Regions from separate parts of the Zea mays genome. Here regions 1, 2 and 4 are each linked to region 3. The links are chromatin contacts, called in public Hi-C maps. All regions are on one chromosome and are shown on one strand. Each heading gives the region's core, a stretch centred on a gene start, on an enhancer-like site or on the middle of the called end of the contact. The rest is flanking DNA. Distances are from core to core; before and after follow the strand shown.

Region 1 (5,338 bases), core at 2,640-5,139, 810 kb before region 3:
TGAGAGAAACTCCACACCACCACTCTAAAAAAAAGGTCTGTCAGATAAGTTTATTTGAAGTGAATTCCTTTATAACATCTATTAGGCCATTCAGGTGGAAAATATCATTGTTGTGTCCCTGACATGTGGACACAGGGCCCATCAGCCAGTCTCACAAGCAGTAGTATTTCCCAGTTTGTGCATCTTTGCAATGGCACCATGCTAATTTCTCAGTAAGTTACACTATACACTTGAATATTTGACTGTGTTAACTGAGATAAGAAACAACCTGTTGAGAGACAACACATGATCTTGGGGTCATTTTCTGTGATTCTTCTTTCCTCAGTTGCTCATCATAGCTGTTTTTCTTTGTGAAATCAGAGAGGACCTGCAGGGAGGTATGACTACACAAGTTAACTTCATCAAGAATCAGAAAGGTAATAAAGAAAATATACAGTATTTTTTTTCACCATGGTTGAATCCGAACACAACAAATTACAGAGTTTTGTGATACACATGGTAAACATCACAAAAAGCAACGCTAAAGCCATCTCTCCTAGACACCACGGGTCCAGGAAGAGAGGCAATCCAAGCCACCAGAACGCAAGGAGCCTATAACAACTAGCTGTTAAATAAAAGATACAATACTGTATTAAACACTAATCTAGACAATGATGAGTCAAAGCATAAACATCCAAACACTTGCCTCATAAGCTGTTTGAAGCTTCTTGAATGATTCACAAGCCAATTGATTTCCCATATTTTTATCAGGATGTACAAGCAGGACCTAGAGAAACAAAACACAAGACTGTAGAAACAGGACAGTAATATGAATTTATATATATATATATTTTTTTTTGGGGGGGGGGGGGGTGCTGTAGTACCATTCTGTGATATTCTTTTTTCAGTGTCTTCTGATCAATGCTTCTATTACGAGGTACACCCAAAACTTCATAATGGTTTGAACCATCCATTATCCTCTTAATCTCATCCAATGAAGTAGAATCAGATTTCACTACTTTACTAGGAGGTTCCTCTTTTTGTACATGTAATACATCTTGGATGGGTGCTGAGCAGTATGGCTTCGCGCAAGACACGGTCTCAGGTTCACTGTCAGGAACTGATGGGAATTCACAACTACGATAGAACTCATCCATAACTGGATCAGAATCCTTCATGTCTTCAAACTGGCTTTCTTCAGTGCTTCCTTCGTATCCTTGCACTAACTTATTAAGAAGATCATTTGTCAAGAAAGAAAGGTTTAGTGTCAAGAAGACTCCAAGCCACCCAACACGAACAGCCACAGAATAAACACCATATGAAGTCAAAACAGGTATCACATATCGAGCATGTTTCAAAGAGCACATACAACCTGCATTAACACATAGAAGCCTATCATCAGGTGTAAAGTCAAATAAATATGACTACTAGGAAAAAAAGAAGCAGGTTAGGGACTTGTAAGAAATATAAGTATTATCAGGAGCAGATTTGTAAGTTTAAATAAACAAACCTCCAGCAACTAGAAGCATTCCTGTAATCCAAAAGTAGCCATACATCCACATAATTAATATTCCAAACAGCCCAACAATGAAAAGGCCAGGTGTATAGCCCATATAGTGAACAACTGCTGCTGCAGCCCCCTGAAACATTGAGCTATTAAAAATTAGAAAACGACACACCTTCAGATACTTTCTGATTCTAAATCTAAATATGAAACCTCTTGGTCCTTACTTGCAAGTAAAAGCTACATATTATACAAGTAATTTGATGACAATGAGCTATGCAGTCAGCATGGAAATGTCAACCTATCTGTGAGAAAATATCAGGAGACCTAGCATTAGGATTCTTTTGTTTTATTTTTCTACTGATTGAATTCATGCATGACTTACCTAGTGCAATCTAGATGAAAAGGTCTAACATTTTCCCCATCTTAATTAAGCCTGCTACAATTCACAACTGGGGAGATAGAAACTCAAACTATGGCAGAGGCATAAGTGTGTATTAGAGTCAATCCATCTACAATGAAAAGTATGCTATATTCATAGGTATTGGCATTTCAATTAATCAGACAAACAGTAGTTACTGCACGATAAAACAACTGAACATCAACTTTCTAGCATTTTGCTGAGATAGGACCCCCGCAGGGTACATATTACAAGACAGGATATGAAGGATGGAGTAGCATAGCATTATTCTAGCATAATTATATTAACATAACATGATTAGGTCAGGTCATACTCATCCGGAAGTTGTGTTTCGTCACCATAGTAACTTTGGCAGCAAAACAAACTAGACAGAACTAAGTAGTGAAAAAGAAGCACAGATCGCAGAGAGCAGTTCACATATTTTACTACTACCAAGTAGCAAGAACCATGTTTCATCACCACCCTACCTTTGGTAGCAAAACAATCTACATAGAACTAATTATTAGTATAAAAGAAGTTGAAAACGCAGTGTGCAGTTCATAGATATTACTTTGAGTATAGCATAGAATAAGCTTACTACTAAAAGCTTCACACAAACAATTGGCAGCAACACATGAAGGCAACCAGTGGTGGCACAGTTTTGGACATCCTATCCTATTTTTTTCACCATCCATCAGGCAACACTTTAACCACATCCCTAAACAAATGTAACCTCCCATGCAACGCAAAGTTGGACAGCAAAAGCAACACATGTCAAGATTTAGAATCTATCATGCCAAATCCTTATCCAGTAAATCTGAGCTAAAGTGCAGAAGCAACAAGACACGACAAGTAGGATTTACCGAGCACGAACCAGGCTAAGAAGCGCGTAGAGGGCGCACGCCGGCGAGGTCATGCACACGAAGAAGCTCCAGAGGATGACGAAGACGGCGGCAGGGCCGAGGCTCGCCACCGCCAGCACCCCGCGCGCCGTGCACCCGCGCCATTGCCGCAGCGCGGCGAGCGCGAGTCGCGAGGAGGTGGCGCAGGCCCGGGACACGGCGGGCCAGTGCCGATCGACCAGGAAGGCGAGGCGCTCCCTGCTGCCGCACGCAGCCGTGTGCGCCCACGCTAGGATGTGCTTCTGGGACAACACCCACATCCACGCCTGCTTCCACAGCCCCAAATCCTCCATGGACTGGAGGCCGCACGAAATGTCGAATTCCAATAAAGAAATGCTCAATCCAGAGACCGCGAGAGCCCCATTCCCCCCGACTGAATTCAAAAAATTAACATCCTCGAGAACCGAAGCAGCTGCTTGCAAGAACCTGCTTTCCCCCAAACCAATCCAAGAGCTCCAAGAAGAGGGATAAGCGCCGCAACCAGCTCAAGAACTAGCCAAGAACCACCGCTCCCTAGCCCGGGTCAGAGTCAGACACGCCCGGGCACAAAACCGGATCGAGCCCTAAACCCACTTGCCGCCACTTCAGCTGAATTGGCCGGGAACGGGAGGAGCTCCCTGGAAGCCGCTCTCCCGCTTTAGGGGCCAAGCAAGAAACGACGAGAAACCCCCGGGGAGCCTCAGAAAGGCGCCATCTTTCAAGGGGGGCTGCAGGCCGCCGACACCTGCGGATGGATCTCGCGCCGGTGAGTCGGCGAGGGTGGGGGGTAAAATAGACGGGAATCCGAAGCTTTGGCGCAGGCGGCGTCGCTCTCTTTTGCTGGTGCTTCGCTCGCTTTATGCTGCGCTCGGCGGCTTGGCTCGTGACAAAAGAGGGATTCCGGTGGATTTAAAAGGGGAAAGAGAAGACGAAGGAGAGATCTTGCAAAAGATGGCAGGGAGAGGAGGAAGATGAGGATAGACAGGATAGGGCTGCAAGTAACTTAGGAGAGAGGACAGAGGAGACACCGTTGGTTGCTACTGTCGTCAGTGGAATGGGGGAGGGAGAAGACATGGGCAGAAGAGAGGAGCAGGGCAAGCAGCCAGCAGGGGTGCTCAACTCAGTGCTGATGGATATGGGATGGGTGGTTATAGAGAGGGAAAAGAAAGTGTTTGGTTCAATTGAATGAGTAACAGTGGCACCAACAGTTCGGGAAAAAATCGCTATTTTGTTTTAATTAATGATGATGAGAATGGAAATTAATACTGCTTCAAAAAAACTGGTATGCCAATATATAATGAGAAAACATGGTAGAAAGACAACTGAGTTCATTTATGTGCTTGGCCTTTTAACTTGAGTTATTAATCACGGAAGAGTGGAGTGGTTAGCCACTTGTGAATTAATATATACTCATCCATGATCCATCCCAGATGGCAGAAGCTGAAATGTGCAAGGGGCTGTGTTGGGTACAATGTTTCTTAAAACCATGACTTTTCATTACTATATTTTACAATTGTCATAATAATATCGTAGTTTTTGTGAGCTCCAAAAATACCATGGTTTTAAGAAAGATTGTTTTGATACACCATTGTAAACCATGGTATTAAGCAAAATTCTAGCAATGTCATAAAAACTTTAAATTGTAGTGGAGTTTCGAATACTCTAAAAATACCATAGTATCTAGAATACCATGATTTTGAAAACAAAGTTTTCAGACACCTTATAACATAAAATACTATGATATTACTAAATGATATTCTTTAGAAACTATAAAAAATACTTCAGGTCCAAACAGGCTCTAAGGTTAGTATGTCTAGATTGGGAAACATGCACGGGAAGCTGTGAAGAAAGCGGTTAAGAAATGTTGGTGCTATAGAGAAATGTAGAGCTCCTAAGTCAGTATGTTTGGATGAGGTAGGCTAGTCACTAGTCATGCTAAGCTTGTCAACTCAAAGGCTCGGCTAAACAATTAGGTCACCTATTAGCATTCCTGTTTAGATGCACTAAGAACGATTTTAACTCATGTAGCAATAACTGGACCTTAATCTTTTAACTCTTTTAACTGGTAAGTGATAACTAGTTAAAAGGCTCATGTTTAGATGCACTAAGTTTAATGCACCTAGCAACTAGATCTAAATGAATCTTAGCCTTTTTTTGAAGAACTAAGTAACTATTTGGCATCACTTTAATTTGAATGCCGCATTAAGGATGGGTCTAAAACCACACACAACGGATGTCGGACGAGCTTCTATGGATGACCTAAGAGAAGTCGGAGTCATTTTCGTAGTATCACATTGTCACATTGTTTTTTCCCCTTTCTTTCTGTCTCCATCTTGGTTAATCCCTCTTCTTTTGCGTGTGGGTCCATTGCATTTACGCAGCTAGTTTCTCTCCCTCCAAACATCTTTTTCTCTTTTAATTTTTTCTATAAAAACAGAAAACACAGGTGTCCACACATGGACGACACCAAACACAAGAGAACAAAAATGGCATCAATCACACACACACACAAAAAAAAGGAAACGCAGATAGAAACAGGTGGTTCCTCCTCTACTGGCTTCGGTCGCTGCAGTT
Region 2 (4,968 bases), core at 244-2,743, 590 kb before region 3:
AGGAAAGTAGACGACCCGGCTCCCAACCACAGGCAGGGACACAAGGGGCCCTGCGCATGCATGCCATAGCTCTGAGTTCAGACACCTTTGTTCCCCTGCAAAATGCCAAGCACACATGAGTGGAACAGGAAGCCACCAGAAAGCAGAGTTCATGTGAGACTACTATCCGTGCTTGGCTACAGACAAGAGGGGGTTCAGTGAATATAACATGTAGAACATGTGAACCATGAGTGAAGCTGAGCAATGCCCGAACTTTTCTTTTGGTTGTGCAAGTAAGTGAAGAATATGAACGAATGTCATCATGCATACACAAAGAGCAACTGAGCAAGCCATTTTTGCTTATTTGTTTGGGAACATCAATGCACATTGCACAATGACAGCAGCCCATAATCCGCAAAACCATGCCGAGAGTAACCCAAGCTGAGAAGTTCTGGACCGAATCAATGCTGAAACCGTGATGCGAGATGTACCGTCACTTTCAGGTGATGGCTCCGACATCTTGGGCGGGGAGAGGTTCATGTTCCCTCCCACCAACCAGTACGACCTGGGGGCAAGAACACCAAGGTGCGGCGATGAGAATGGCTGGGCTGCGGGAGCTGCGCGTCCTTAGAAGCTCGCCATGCTCCCAGAAGCAATGTCAGCCCGCTCCCCCTCCGCTTCAGAGCAACCGTTCCCCTTCCTCTGCTGCTGCCGCCGCCGCCGCCTCCCCTTCCCACGCAGGACGCAGCAGCAGCCAAATCCGCTCGAGGAACTCGCTACCCGAACCCAGGACTGTCGCGGCAAACGCGCGCCACTGCGGGCGTCATCGCCCGGAGTCCTCGGCTGAGCACCCGCACCACCTCAAAGCTCCAACCTTTCCCCGAAGAAGCGAAGAGAAGCGCCGGAGCGGGCAAGCTGGGTTCTGGGCAGCCGACGGAGCAAGCGCGCGGGGAAGCCGAGGCGGGGCGCCGGAGCTGAGCTCATCAGACCAAGCAGCTAGCAGCTAGCTAGACAGACAGACAACCCTACCCTTCGCGAAGCATGGGCCACGCGCTCGCAGAACCGAGACCGCCGCGGCGGCTCGCAGGAACCCCACTCGAACCTCCCATTGCACGCGCGGCGCGCTCCGGACCAGCCACGCTCCCGCCGCCGCCGAGCTCAGGGAACCTCCGGCAGCGCGCGGTCACGCCCGACTCCGAGCGCCGGGTGGCCTCCCATTCGACGCGGGCAGCGCGACCACCGGGTGGGAGCGGCAAGAGGCGCCTGGGTGGGTGGGGGCTGGCAGAGAACCCTAGGGGAGGGGGGGGGGCTAGGCCGCCATGGCTGGATCGAGGAGGGGACGAGAGTGGAGTGGAGTACTGGAGTGGCGTGGTGCGGTGCTCCTTGCTTGCTTTCGTTCCCCTTCTCTCTCTATTTTCCCCCTTTTGGTTTACGGGGGAGCCGAGAATAGCAAAGAGAGTGAGAGAGAGGGAGGGACAGTAAAAAAAATATCTGGAAAAAAGGTTAGATCTATATCTATCTCTTCCCCCTTTATCCCCTCTTTATATATTTTACCTGAAGATGAATCTGTAGTGTGTGGCTTTGGAAGGTTTTGAGCTTTGACTGGCTGGATCCTCTTCCTCCAAGAAGTAAACCAGGATCCATGTGGGTTGTTTTGGAGAAAGCGTCGCAAGTGGACGCTTTGGTACACCTTACGCACACGCTGTGATCATCTTTGAAACAGCAGCTGAAGCAGCCATCCCACACCTTCGTCTCCGTGTGTCTCGCTCGCGGTACGAGGATTCCTGCCTGCCCACCCATCATCCCATGCACAGACTGCAAGTGCAAGTGCGGTGCAGCAGCCATGCTCTTGCTCGGCGGGACGGCCGTTGACGGTTTTTACTTTTTATTACCGGCCCACTGCCCAGCGGCCAGCGCCCCCAGCCACGAGGCGGTGCCGTGCCGTGCCGACACGACGGGACGTGACGCCTGCCTGTGTACTAGTGCGTAGTGCCAGTGCGCGCCATGCAGCGCAGCGGCGGACTGGAGGAGGGGCCGACCGACCGACCGACGGACGGGACGGGTCGTCTGGGCATCTAGAGCCGCCCGCCGTGGCCGCCGCTACGTACATTTGGCTGAGCCTATCCGGAGCGGTCCTCTAAATTTCTATGTTGTTTTGTTTATTTTCTAATTTTTCATCTTCCGCACACGTACCAATAAATTCTTCTCATATATCTCATTACAATCATAAAATATCATTAGCGATAATCCAGATGTCACCCGGCGAACCTCCCCTCCTCTCAGTCATCATAGTCGATGTATTTATATGGGTCCATAGAGACTTGGGCGAACGACACGTGTGTCCAGTGGGGCTTGTTCCTGCGAGTGGGGGCGTGGGCGGGCGCAGTGCTGCTAATGCTGAGCGGCGCGGTGGTTGCTGCGTTTGAGCCGGCGAGGGAAGCGAGCGGGTGCTGCAGGGTGGATTGGAGAGGATGTGGTTGGATCACGGTAACATAAACATTATTAGGTAAAGAAAGTGTTCAATGGCACAACTTGTCTTTTTGGTGCAAACTTCAGGTACTTCTCCAAGTTGAGCTTTAGGTTCCTCGCGACCTCACTTATATTCGTACAAATACAAACAAATGAACAAATAATGGATATGATAACATTACACCGAAACACAATAACAAAATATTCTATGTGTCGCTTTGAGATCGTAGACGAGAACCACTAAAAACGAAGCTAAAATGAATTAGTTATGGATTTTCTAAGTTTTTAGATTGTTTTGATATTAATTCTTGCACTAATAATAATAAACTTTATTTATTTTATATAATCCTTTTTATTCTGTATGGACGGTGGATACTATTCCATAGGAGCTAAGGGGTCAAACTGCAAGTTTTTGGGGACCTAAATTAAATTCTTCTAACTGTTTATGGATGGCGGGTTGATTAGGCAACTCCGCATGAACTCTTTAGCAAAGTTGTATCGACCGAAAGGGTATCAAGTATCATGAGTCGTTGGATCAACGGTCTGCGGTTCCGATTAGATCGCGTGTTAAACGAACCGGTACGCAATCTCACTTGTGGGGTCTTGGATCGACGACCCACAACCTTACACGCTTAGATATATCTGCTGGCTTCGATTTCCATATTGGTGGTTTTGATTAAAACGTCAAAGGGATATCTCCACGATCTAATCTGAGTTGTTCTCCCACGAATCAATGGATCATGTTCGGCTACCCTTGTCTCAAATCATGATCGCCCATTCGAGATCTTATGGTCTGCGCCCGTCATCCTCCTACCTCCCAATCGATCCAAGCGGCGGCGCCCTGACCCCACCGGCGAGCTCACCGGATAAAGCACAAACTAGCGACCTTGATCGCAAATTACCAGCCTGATAGCTCTTCACGATGCCGAAGACACAGAGACTCTAACATGAGACTTCTTACCCCATAGTTATGTAGTGACAACCCCAGCCCACGGTGAGTGACAGATCCGCGGCGCAGGAAAGACTCCAGGGACAAATTCCCCATGCTTCGATGGTTCCCTTCACGCATTGATGCTCTGGTTGCCTTCCACGAACCACGACGAGTCTCCATGTCTTCCTGTTGTGAATCATCTAGACCCTTTAATGATGTGTTGGTAATTAATGACAAACTTATGTGGACTAACAATTCTTGGAGAATAAAAATTCAAGTTAGACCACGGGAAAAAGGGTTTATCGAAGGTCTTGGAGACTTAAAGCATCGGTTATGGACCAGGTGAAGGCAAATGTATAACATAGGTTTTATTTTTACTGGTCAAGTGTTTAGATAAGGAATTGACCGAATTAGTAGGCTAGATAGTTATACAATCAAGAGGGGTCAATAACACTTGTCTATGTAAGACTTAGTGCCTCATAGAGCATCTAGTAGTTGCATGTGCATGAAGACTAATAGCGTTTCTGATTTCGAAAGTTAAAAAACTTTTCAAAAGTGTGGTTGAAAAGTTAAGTGGTTCAGTGATCAGCGGATCGTCCGATGGGGCTCGGTGGACCGTCCGCGACCTTGTGGACCAGCAGAACTGGTCCTTCTTAGAGTAATTTTAGCTCTTATACTACGGATCGTCCGGGCTTTAGGGTCGGACCGTACGCGGTCCTAACTAGAGTGGTTGCGAATTGGCACAAGTCCATGTGTGCTTGTGCGAACCGTCCGCAGATGCCAAAATGGTTTGGGCAGGAACTGTGTGTTTTTGATCAAGTGTACTACGGACTATCCAGGATTTCAACCCGGTCAGTATGGCTCCTAGGTGGCGGACCGTCCGACCTTGGAGGGCAGACCATTCGCCCGTGTTAAAATTGTTTGGTCAGGGCTCGGGTGTGTTAAAATTGCCAGGTCTCAGACCATCCGGTCGTGGGTGGCGGACTATCCGGGCTGGCCTTTTTTCTGACAGCTCTGACAAGTTTCAAATGGGAAACTAGTCATTACTGTGTACGACGAATCGTCTGGCCTGAGGGCGCGGACAGTCCTCGTGTGCGCAGATGTTGTGCTTCTTGCACATGACTAGTAGAAATGTGTGGGCTTCTATAAATAGAAGTGATGCTCGTGTGTGAGACCACTCTTGGTAATTCCTAGCACACATTGAGCACATTTGTGATCCACCAACTCACTCTCTCACACTCTTTGCTTGGGGTTGCATTCTAGTGAGAGATTGAGTGTTCCTAGTGCATTTGCATCAATTGGTGATCTTTGAGGCACTAGGTGGTACACCGAGCAAGTGTCATCGACTTGGTACTCTTCGAGTTTGCAGTCTCCTAGACGGCTTGGTGGTGTTTCTGTCAAGCTCTCCATGAAGATTGTGGAGGAGCCGCGGAGGTGGTTATGAGGGGTTCACGCCTACCTCGCCGGATCGACAAAGCCGCAAAGGTGACACTAGTGGAACTGAGATATTGAGCGATTCCTTATTTCCTTGGCTCAAAGATCAAGTCATGTCTTGATAGAAGAGCAAGTGAGAACTTGAAGTCCACCTC
Region 3 (5,363 bases), core at 1,565-4,064:
GATCCATACCATCTGAAAACAATGTGTAGGTGTACTAATCGAATCCACGCTACAATACTACAACAGTATGTATCATCATATTTGTCAATGTGGATAACTTACAGTTCATTTGCTATGCAGTACCCGATACTACCAAGAGTGAGGAAAAAGTAAGAAACAAGTACACATAAATAAATGGAAGCGAACATTTTGAACTGCGGTTCAACTTCAACAAACAGATATGCAAGCAGGACTTAACACCTAACTATCTGGCTGTTTATCATGAATGTATCTGGCCATGTTCAGAAAATATATACAAATACACTGGTAGTTCGTAGAAATATTACACAACCAAATTCGTTCAAAATGCAGCACCTTAATAAAATGACTATGGTCACATAGGCCATGCAACAAAACTTTAAAGTCTGGTTTGGTGGATAAGGATTACGAGAGGATCCATAGGAGAGGAATCCTCTTGCTATTCAATTTTCACCAAATTAGCTCTCACCAAATTAGCTCTTAGAGGGCACATCTATTGTCGGAGACTCCTACACGGGGTCTGCGAAAGGGATAAACCAAGATAAGCCTTCTGCTGCAAATATATAGAGATTGCTTTGACGTCTGCAAAAGGGATAAACCAAGATAAACCTTCCCCGCAAATATAGAGGCTGCTTTAAACCTGTGATGAGACAGCTCTCACCACCACGTCAGCACTTCTGGAGCAAAACTTCCAAATTAAAAAAAAAGGACTCCAAACCAGGTAGCATCCCAATAAGACATGATCTTTATGCAAGGCTGTCAGATATTACCACTCTACCACTTAGCGTAACAATACTAACAACACCAAAGTCCGAAGCCTTCTAATTATAAGCATTCTAATTATAAGCAAGTTGGATTAAGCTAGAGATGAAATCCAACAAGGGTAACAAAGATTGAGCATAGAGTAACAAAACAGGTCTTAGAAATCGTACTGGTGACAAGAAAGAAGGAATTTTGTTGAACCAGGAACCAAATAAACTATACAAATTTATATAATTTAACCAACTAAATTACACATCATATAATTTAATTTCGAGGTTCCACTGCAACCAGTCATGCTCAAGAAACAGGAGAACATCGATGTCTTAGTATTATTAATTACCACAAACAGGAACAGCAGTGCAAGAAGTAAATAGCAGAAGGAAAACAAGAGGTATTAATACAAAACAGGCAGGAAGCGTCTAATATAGAGAAGAGTAAAATTCAGACGTTGGCTATCCTCTCTTCCATGCAGCTCATTCCCTTCACTCAGATTGGCATGCCTTTTGGCACGATCTGGTCCTTTATCCACATGTAAATAGGCACCAGAACATAGTAGGCAGCACATATCGTTCCTACGAGGAAGCGGAAGAGGAAGGTGATCGGATTCACTGGCTTGCTGACATCCTCCGCCTTGGGACCAAGCTGCATAGGAAATAAAACGGAGAACTCATACCAAAGCCATTGAATGCCTACCTACTTGCAGGAAAATGAACAATCTAGAGTCTTAACGAGATGTGCCAGAACCAGAAGCGCCACCTCTTTCCATTGTTATTAGCAAAATGAAAAGGAAAAGGTACCTCCAAGGGAGAGTCACCGCGCTCTCTCTTGACGCCTGTGACGGAGCAGCCCATGATGAGGCCATGCCTTCGGACACCGCGGTACCACTTCGGTCCAATCCTCTTCAGCTTGACATCCCTAAACCCAGCCTTCTTGAACCACTCGATGTACTCTTCCTCCTTGGGGAAGAGCATCCACATGTCGGCGAAGAAGCGGGACAGCCAGAAGGTCGGGTAGACCGGGCCGATCACACAAGCTAGCCCACCAAATCTCAGGACCCTGTAGGCTTCCTTGATCCCCCGCTGTGGGTCTGGCCAGTACTCGATGCTGCAAAGCACCATGACAGGGCAGGAAAATCAGCAATCCGTACTTGGGTAGCTCAGCTGTCATACTAATGGCTTGTTTGGGAGCAAGGGGATGATTAATTCCCTTTAATCCCCTTCTTCCAAACAGGCCCTAATGGAATGTGCAATCATCGCAGCACCGCTTATTTGGAACATATTCACAATACGCACAGGATGGTATACACGGACAGTAGCGAATCGAGCGGCAGGGGAGGACGAGAAGAGACCTGCCGGCGGAGATGTATCGGTCGAAGGAGTCGGTGGGGAACGGGAGGTCCTCGGCGTCGCCCTCCATGATGGTGACCCCCTTGAGGGCCTCCTTCTGCCGGGCCTTGTCGAGCTGGTGCGGGGACTGGTCGAGCAGCGTGACGTTCTCCGGGTTGACGTGCTTGACGATGCCGAGCGTGGTGAACCCCGTGCCGCCGCCGACGTCGACGACCGTGAGGTGGCGGCTGAAGAGGTCGGCAGGTTCCAGCGCGTCGTCGCGCATGTCCTCGGTCCAGTGGCCCGGATTGATGACGTGGTCGTACACGATGGAGAGGAAGCGGTAGAACCAGAAGGCCTCCTTCTTGTGCTGGATGAAGCGCGGCGCCGTGGCGGGCCGCGCCGCCGCGGGGGACGACGACGCCGCGCATCGCAGCCTGGCGCCCACCGCGACGGGGCTGCTCATCCGCCTGGCGAGGGCGAGGGGGCGGGGGAGGCCGGCGGCCTTGGAGGGGCCGAGGAAGCCCAGCCCCGCGGGACCGCGGACCCTGCATCTACCCTGCGCGAGCGCCCGCGCGCCTCCGCCCGGCGCGTAGGTGGAGGCCATCGCCATTGCCGCCGCCCGCGCTGCGAAGATGAGGAGGGGGGATGCGACGAGGAGAGTGAGGCCACGCTCCTGGGACTGGAAGGGAGAGAGGATGTGTGGTGGCTGGTGGGCGTATTGGATGGATGGGCTGCGGCGCTGCGCGGTGCCGTCCTCTCCTTCTCACACACACGGCCCGCGCCTGCCCTACTGGCCGTGCCGCGTGTCGGCGTGTGTGCGCGCGCGTGCGCGCGGCATGTGGGCCAGGGACCGGCCTGCTTGGATGAACGGCAAATTTTTTTTGGAAGCCCAAGGTAGAGATTGGAAGTCAGAACTTCTTTTAGGGGTGTTTGGTTACACCCCGCTAAAATTTAGTCTCTGTCCCATCGAATGTTTGAACCTCCGTTCCGGATATTAAATGTAGTCGGATTATAAAACTAATTTGTCAGCCAAAGATTAAAAGACGAGACGAATCTAGTCCAGTTGGTTGGGTCTATATTTCATACTCATATTTAAAAGTCAAACGTTTGATGTGACCCGGGCTAAACTTTAGCAGGAGCAACCAAACACCCCCTTACGAAAAAAGAGTAGTAGTTTTTCTTAAAGAAACCTCTGCTGATACTCAGGAATCAGGCCTAGACCATGAATCGTTTCACTTTTAGTCAAACATTATTAACTTTGACCACATTTATATAAAAATATTAATATTTATAGTACATAATTAATATCGTTAGATAGATTTTTGAATTTATTTTTATAGTAAAGTTATTTGAAGATATAAATATTACTAATATATTTTATAAATCTAGTCAAACTTAAAAAGTTTGAGCGACAAACATTGGTGAACCTAGAGTAGGAGTCATCTGCGTGCTCTTCACAAGCAAGAGTCTTGGAGATCGTGTGGCTCGGTCTGGCGCCACGAACATGCTCAATCGACTTTCCTCTTACGGTATACTACAATACATGACCCGGGCGCGACCGAGGGAAAAAAAATCGCATGCTCAGTTCGACTGGTGGGCATGCATCCAGTGCAGTGTAGCTTCCAATTGACAAGATTACAAGAACATTCGACTACCTTTACCAGGGAGATGGCCATTAATTTGCCGGGGCACTGAACCAGCTACTAGCAAGTGGCTACTCTCTCTCTTTTCTTTTCTTTTTCTCTTTTTTATTCAGAGATTCACGTATAAACTAGCGAAACGTAAAATGATGCACCAAATAGGCTCGCCTTTTTAGTCAGTTTGCACTTTCTTCACAAGTGGGAATGGATGTTACATCAGCCAGAAAGCCTGGCGCGGTTCGCTGAGTATGGCATATTTTCCTGATATACAGCGAAGAGTAGAAGACTGTCAGTGAACCGACAAACATCATATGCATGGTACGCTGGATAGTGAACTGTTAGACCAACGGACCATGATAATGAACAAAGCAATGTGACCTATCGCTATATAGTCAAAACAAAGGCAGTGACGTGTACCTTTCACGGCTACAGATCAATGTAGACACGCAAGCCATCACGAGCTAACTGCACGTCAATCCCCTCCCTGCGTTTCCAAATTACAGGACATGAGCACGCACAGTAAAGCGTCTGCTTTTAACGAATAGCAGTAAATGAACATGTGTCATGTGTGTCTTTCTATGATAAGATCGTGTTTCCATCTTCCTGTGTTCTTCATGTCAACTTATTCGGTACATGAACCTGTGTCTGCACACATCTAAGGTATCTAGGAGGAAGGCCTTACCTCCTGGACCATTCTTCCAATGTTTGGTTGTCCTTGTGATGATCCATCTCGTGGGTCATCCCAATAAGCAGTGCTCTTTTGGGGCAAATCCTCCTAACAGCATCTAGTGTCTGCATAAGATCTTAATATGAGCATAAATCATGCATGCAGGATATACAAGAAATAGGGAAACAGTTTGCATATAAATTATGAAAAAGTGGAATGAAATGAGAACCAACCTGGTCCCAACACAAGTGCACATTGTGAGAACCCGTCTGTTCACATGTCAAGAGATGCAACAAATTAGTGAAGACGAGAATGAAATATAACACTGCTAACTAATGATCACATGTTCTTAAATAATAGCAATTGTATTGCCCCGAATTACAAGATAGCTCAACTGCTATGTAACTAGTACTTTGCAAAGTGCAGAATTACTTCCATAACCAAAGCCAAAAACTATCTGGACAGTACTGGTTGTTCAATATCATCTATTTGTTGCAGTCAGTCAATGTTCTGAAATTGATTTCAAGAATCTCGTGGGCTGTACGCTTGATGCAAAATCAACAGATCATGCTTGTGCTATATGAAAAACATTAATGTTCACCCCCAAGAAACAAAAATGGTCGTCCATACAATATTACCAGCAATTAAAGATTTCCTACTATGTGCACGCATCAATTTCTGGATTACAAACTCGGCCAGTAGGGGAAAGACCGCTCCCACGATATTATATTAAGAAGAAGCTCAATTGGAGCCCCAACCGAGAAAGGTCAAGAAAGCTGCCTGCCCCCCCGTGTAGCACGAGGGTCCACCCCCCTATAGGGTAGATCTTTACTCGTGCTTTGAGTCCTCCTTAGCCCCTACATGAGGATTCGGCCTCCATAGGTCAGTCTATCTTGTGTGCACACTACCAAGGGAACCAGCGAGTGACATTTTTTAACCTCAACTTGA
Region 4 (5,297 bases), core at 2,567-5,066, 700 kb before region 3:
CCTTCGTACAAAACCCCTGTTGTTGTCATCGAATGGTTCGTCCAATTCTATTGTAGCACTCTCATTCCCTCCATTGAACAATTTGTTGAAGTACTCCTTCCATCTGTTCTTGATCTCTTCACTCTTCACTAATAGTTGGTTTGCTTCGTCCTTGATGCATTTGACTTGGTTGACATCCCTTGTCTTCCTTTCACGAATCTTCCTTTCAGAGAACATCGAAATTAAAATAAAATTCACCAGCAGATTTACAGTACAACGTGAGGCAGATCGATCTTGAAGTGGAAGTAGGGAAGGTAGATTGGAGAAATTCGCTTGGTTATTTGCTCTAGCATCATGGGCAGAAAAAAAGCTAATTAACATTTCCAATTCATATGGCAATGCAGAACATGGTTACAAAGATTTACCTTACGCCCCTTGATAAGCTTTCGTTCTGATTCAGCTTTAGCCCGAGATTGACGCCGTCTTAATATGGCATTGTATTGCTTTGCATTTACATACACAGGCTCTTCAATTGCATCGGTAGGCAAAGGTAAGCCAGCCGGATGCATTCCAACTAACGGTGGATGCATCTGAAAGATTATCAATTTTATTAACTCCCAAGGCATCAGTTTAACAAGGAATTGTAATAGCACAGGAAGGTCCATGGTCGTTGCAAATTATCCTTTTCTTACTGTCTGTAAATTCAAATAAACAATACTAGCGAAATTGGCCTACCATCTCAAGACACACTAGCATGTTATACTTTGTACTGCCTCTGACTGAAACGATGGTTGGTTTCAGGTCTGGGCATACAAAAGGAGTCAAATTAAATGAGCTCAGTGCTCTTCAATCATTCCAAAATTAGGTAAATCATAAATGCTCCACAAAGTGGAAACAACCTAGTAACCTACTGTTTGGGGAAAATTTCTAATTGGTTTACAACACTTGTATTTGCTAATGGAGAGAGTGCAGAAAAGCTTACCAATGGCTGTCCACCGTAAGCTGCTGCATAAAGGCTTCCATAGTATGGGTCAATATTTGGATAAGCGTATTGACCCTGCCAGACACAAAATGTGAAATCAGAAAACATAGGTTGCACCATACTCATTGAAATTAATGAACTTTGATGGAAAATTGTACAAAAGAGGAAACTGAAATGACAAAAATAAAATAGAACACAGCAGCAATCACTCCAACGAAGGCCTAAAAGAATGCTGAAACTAGAAGGTCATTAGCTTAAAAATAACTAATGACCATTCACAATAAAGAAGGTACGACCAAAAGTCCAAAACACATGTGTGGTGTACCAATTTGGACTAATATGAAGTTAGAAAATAATATGCATTTGACGGGGAAAATTTGGTACCAACCAGGTGTGCAAAGTTTCAATGAAGAAGCTTTGCTATTTTAATTTGAATGTGATGATAGTCAGCCATTTAGTGACACTAAGGCATGGAAATAGCAGAAACTTTGAGATGAAATATAACTTCCCTGGTTAGCAAAAATGTTCTGGAATCTGGATTAAAAGAGCCAAAGAGGAACACTTTTTTTCACTTCAGCCAACAGGGAATGGTGTATAACTGCATTCCTCACTTTATAGTTTTGATATTCATATGTTCTGTTATTGTTACTTTTGAAGTAGAGTTTGGAGCAGGGAAGGAGATGTGACACAACATATGCTATCACTTAGACATCATGCTACGACCGAACCTCTACCTTTTCCTAGACATAACTCAATGAAAAGAACCGTACATATCGATAAGTAAAGAGTTCTACAAGTGTGGTACCATTGCATGGCTCATGTCATGAGGGGCATAGGGTGCCACATAATCTGTTGATGGTGTGCCTACTGTTGGTTGGCTATCTGAACTAGTAACTGGGGCTTCTTGCTGGTCCCCAGGTTCAGCTTGCTTCTTCTGTTGATTTTGATCCTCAGCCCTGTGGTCACCTGCCCATGAAAAGACATGAATGGCAGCTTTGACATAGATGCCCTCAACCCTCATAAGGTCACATTCAACATGTGTTAAAAATAAATAGCCATTAATGCATGCCGCCACTCTTCATAAACCAACAAGTGACAAAAGTTATATAATGTTTGACACTATAGGAATTAATTTAAATGACAGAGAGCACTCAAAAAAATTCCACCAGCTACAAATCTACTTGGTAGCAGCAGGGTGCAACTACTATAACATATAATGCCATGTATGCACATGAGAACATTAGACATTGACAAAACTACATAAGCTACCCTGGTTTATTCAAAGCATACTGTTTATGTTGTTTCGAAATCCAAAGCAGTGAGCATGCATTAAACTCTGATTTCAGCCCCACAGTCGGAACTGCCAGCACAAAACTTTTCTTTCAGTGACAAACATACTGTGGAAGGACTTACTGAAAGAAATGCAAATAATGGAAAGATGGTTTGTTGCTGATTATCTGGTGGCGCAAAATGCAACTGATTGCTTGATCTATGTTTGCAACACATACATAATGAAATATTCTCTACAGTAATTCACACCACAGAAAGTTGTGGCATGTGTTCCGAATACAGCACACTATGCACTACTCTAGTGCTAGGGCGAAAAAATATGGCACGACTTTGGATGAATCAAGCATACCTGAAACACTGTGAACAACAGATGTCATGATTCCTTCCTTTGCAAGGCAAAGCACGACCAGGAGCAAGCACGGAGAAAAGCCACGCTAACTGCAACTACTCATGCAATGAAGCCACACTTAAACTGTCCTGAACACAAGCACAGAGCTCTGTTAGCAACCTGCAACCTATGGACTAAGCGCGCCAAGAAATTTTGTGAACCTAAGTGTGAGGAATCTTAGAGACCACAGAAGTTGCTTTTTTCAACAATATAAACCGGAGGCTAAACCTCTTACGGCAAGAAATTGATGGGGAATAATTCAAATGGGTGTAGGTGAGAAATATAAATACTCCAAGTGAATTGCCTGTGCGCAAGAAAAAGGCTGGCAGAGGAACCTGCGCCAGCGGCTAATTCTGCAAACAGCAAGGCGTACACTCTACACCTTCCTACCACCCGAGTAGCAAGTAGCTCGGCTGGCGTGACAATGCACGGCTATGCACAAAATACACACTCTACAAACTTCCTGGCACCCAAGTAGCTCGGCAGGCTTAACAATCTACAGCTACGTACAATATTCACGCCCGGGTTCGCAGCTGAGTGAACCGCCCTCGGTTACTGTGCGAATTCGAACCGTCTGTTCCGCTCGTGAAATTCGTGCGTCCAAACAGGCCGCCGCCGCAGCAGCAACATACGACGAGAATTCCTAGACGGGAGGACGCCAGGGACGGAGTCCGTGGGTGTCGAACGGAACCCTAAAGTTTCCGGGAGACAACCCGCGACGCCGCCGCGCGTCGGCGGCGGACTGGACGAGCCGACTCGAATTGCGGCGGAATTGTGTCGGGCAGGTGCGGCAGAGGGAGACAGAACCCACGGAGAAGTGCACGGGGGAGAGGGAATTCTCCGGATTGGACGGGCAAAAGCGCAGGGAACCTACACGCAGCACAGAGGGAGGCGCCGAGGATTCGGGGGCACAACCAACACTCACCGACGTGGGGAGGAGGAGCGAGCGCGCTCGGACCCGGGCGGCCGGACGAGGGCTGCGCGCGGAGGGAGCGGGAGGCGGCGGCGGCGGGCGGGGTCGTCTGGGGCGTGGCCGGCGGCGTGGCGATGGGGGCCGACGGGGCTTTGGGCCTCAAATTTGGGAGCCGGCTTGGAGGGGGAGGAACCAGGACCCGTCTGGGTGGTGGGGCCCACCGCTGGTGACCTGTATCAGAGTGGTCGCGTGGACCTGGATGCATCGCAGCCACAGATTTCTAGCGCCAATTTTTATAGACTTTATTTTTATTAATCTCCCTCATCTCTTTATTTGCTCCAGTTATTAGAAATTACAACGTGGTAAGACTTGTTTTAAAATTTTTCTATATATATTTACATCCTTGTTAGTTAGTAACTATCGCGAGTAGACTTCTCTTCTATAACTTTATTATAGTTAATTTAATAACCTCATCCTCATAGACAGTAAAATTCCGTTGTCGCGGTGGCGTACTGTGAAGGAAGAATCGCTTGGATTGGATCCTCTGCGGCACTCCACCACAGATGCTTCTAGTACCACCGTGCAAGTTCCACGTACGTACGTCCACAGTTTCTTGGCTAAGAACTTTTTTTTTTTGCAAATTTCCTGTGGCTGGTTTTGTTGCTTTGGAGTATGTTTGATTTTCTGTCTAACTTATCACACTTTACCTAACTTTTCTGTCTAAGGTTAGATTTTCAATTCGGATGACTAATCTTAGTTAGAGTGTGACAAAGTTAGCCACGAACCAAACAGGGTCCAGGTCTATCAGATTCTTTTAGGCCGTTTGGTGTGTTCCAAGATTCGTGTTGAGACGTGATCCTCAGAACGCGCCAGCACCATGAACTACATATGACTGGGCTCTGGACTGGAGCTTGCGGGTGGCCGAGGATGACAGAGCGGACGGCGGGTGAGGCCGAGGCGGCGGCGGGCTGGAGCCTGGAGCGGCGCCGTCGGGACCCGGCGGCGAGCGGCGCTGGGACAGACCCGAGGAAACAGTGGAACCTGCAGCAGACAGTGCAACCTCACTCGAAACTGAAACGATCTCATGTTTTTGTTGTGTATCTGAGATCAACGCTAGGGTGCGTAGACGACAGTTACCTGATGTGGGAGTAGATGGTTAGTAAACTGATGGCCAGATAAATTCTAGGTAGAACATGATAAGATGTCAAGTTATGATAAATTTTAAGGGCTTGTTTGGTTAGATCTAGATTAGGAAGGATTAGAGATGATTAAATTTACTTCTAGTCAAAATTAAATAGAAATAGATTTAATCATCTCTAATCTTCTTCTAGATTGAATAAACTCTAAGGCGTCGTTCGTTTCGGCCGGAACGGCCTATTCCCGGCCTCTTTCCAGGCGGGATGAATTAACCCGGCTTAAAATCCAGCCCAGTCTGTTAGAGCCGTTCGTTTTAATCTGGACTAGAAACAGACCCACCTGATTTGAATTCTCTTCGCTCAATTCTTGGTCTAGAACGAGTCCTGATGAGCTACCTCCCGAATTAGTTCTTGGTCTAGTGACTAGGAATTAGTGACAACATATGTATCACTTGATCCTGGGCTGCTTTCGATCCTAGCCTGGTTTGGACGCTGGCATGTCGAACGGGGCCTAACGGGGAAGGGGTGAAGCATATCAAGAAACATGGTACCACACGTAGTCCTGCAAGTTTGGGTTGTGCTTACTGGGCTAGCACGAGCCCGACACGA

The links. A called contact is a pair of places that touch in the nucleus more often than the background predicts.
Region 1: a Hi-C map of endosperm shows a contact between it and region 3, with 4 times the contacts expected there. The contact joins the promoter of LOC103640598 here to the promoter of LOC100284931 in region 3. A contact is called at or near these places in 6 of 25 Hi-C or Micro-C datasets (bundle sheath, ear, endosperm and 2 more).
Region 2: a Hi-C map of bundle sheath shows a contact between it and region 3, with 3 times the contacts expected there. The contact joins the promoter of LOC103640601 here to the promoter of LOC100284931 in region 3. A contact is called at or near these places in 4 of 25 Hi-C or Micro-C datasets (bundle sheath, ear, endosperm and 1 more).
Region 4: a Hi-C map of ear shows a contact between it and region 3, with 3 times the contacts expected there. The contact joins the promoter of LOC100284857 here to the promoter of LOC100284931 in region 3. A contact is called at or near these places in 6 of 25 Hi-C or Micro-C datasets (bundle sheath, ear, endosperm and 2 more).

Annotation. Positions count from the first base shown.
Region 1 is chr1:177,291,002-177,296,339 of Zm-B73-REFERENCE-NAM-5.0, forward strand. LOC103640598 (Chaperone DnaJ-domain superfamily protein) reads right to left here and starts at 3,890. Exons shown (of 9, transcript XM_008663819.3): 1 at 2,758-3,890; 2 at 1,490-1,619; 3 at 864-1,351; 4 at 686-766; 5 at 269-367; 6 at 1-24. The coding sequence starts at 3,078.
Region 2 is chr1:177,510,435-177,515,402 of Zm-B73-REFERENCE-NAM-5.0, forward strand. LOC103640601 (auxin response factor 25) reads right to left here and starts at 1,494. Exons shown (of 14, transcript XM_008663839.2): 1 at 471-1,494; 2 at 1-95. The coding sequence starts at 519.
Region 3 is chr1:178,101,636-178,106,998 of Zm-B73-REFERENCE-NAM-5.0, forward strand. It overlaps LOC100284931, which reads right to left and starts at 2,815. Exons shown (of 3, transcript NM_001372149.1): 1 at 2,129-2,815; 2 at 1,578-1,884; 3 at 994-1,422. The coding sequence starts at 2,718. The coding sequence ends at 1,267. LOC100273038 (hydrolase-like protein) reads right to left here. Exons shown (of 10, transcript NM_001147487.1): 7 at 4,649-4,684; 8 at 4,431-4,540; 9 at 4,166-4,232; 10 at 3,475-4,009. The coding sequence ends at 4,175.
Region 4 is chr1:177,397,893-177,403,189 of Zm-B73-REFERENCE-NAM-5.0, forward strand. LOC100284857 reads right to left here and starts at 3,817. Exons shown (of 5, transcript NM_001413141.1): 1 at 3,565-3,817; 2 at 2,601-2,728; 3 at 1,767-1,927; 4 at 962-1,036. The coding sequence starts at 2,628.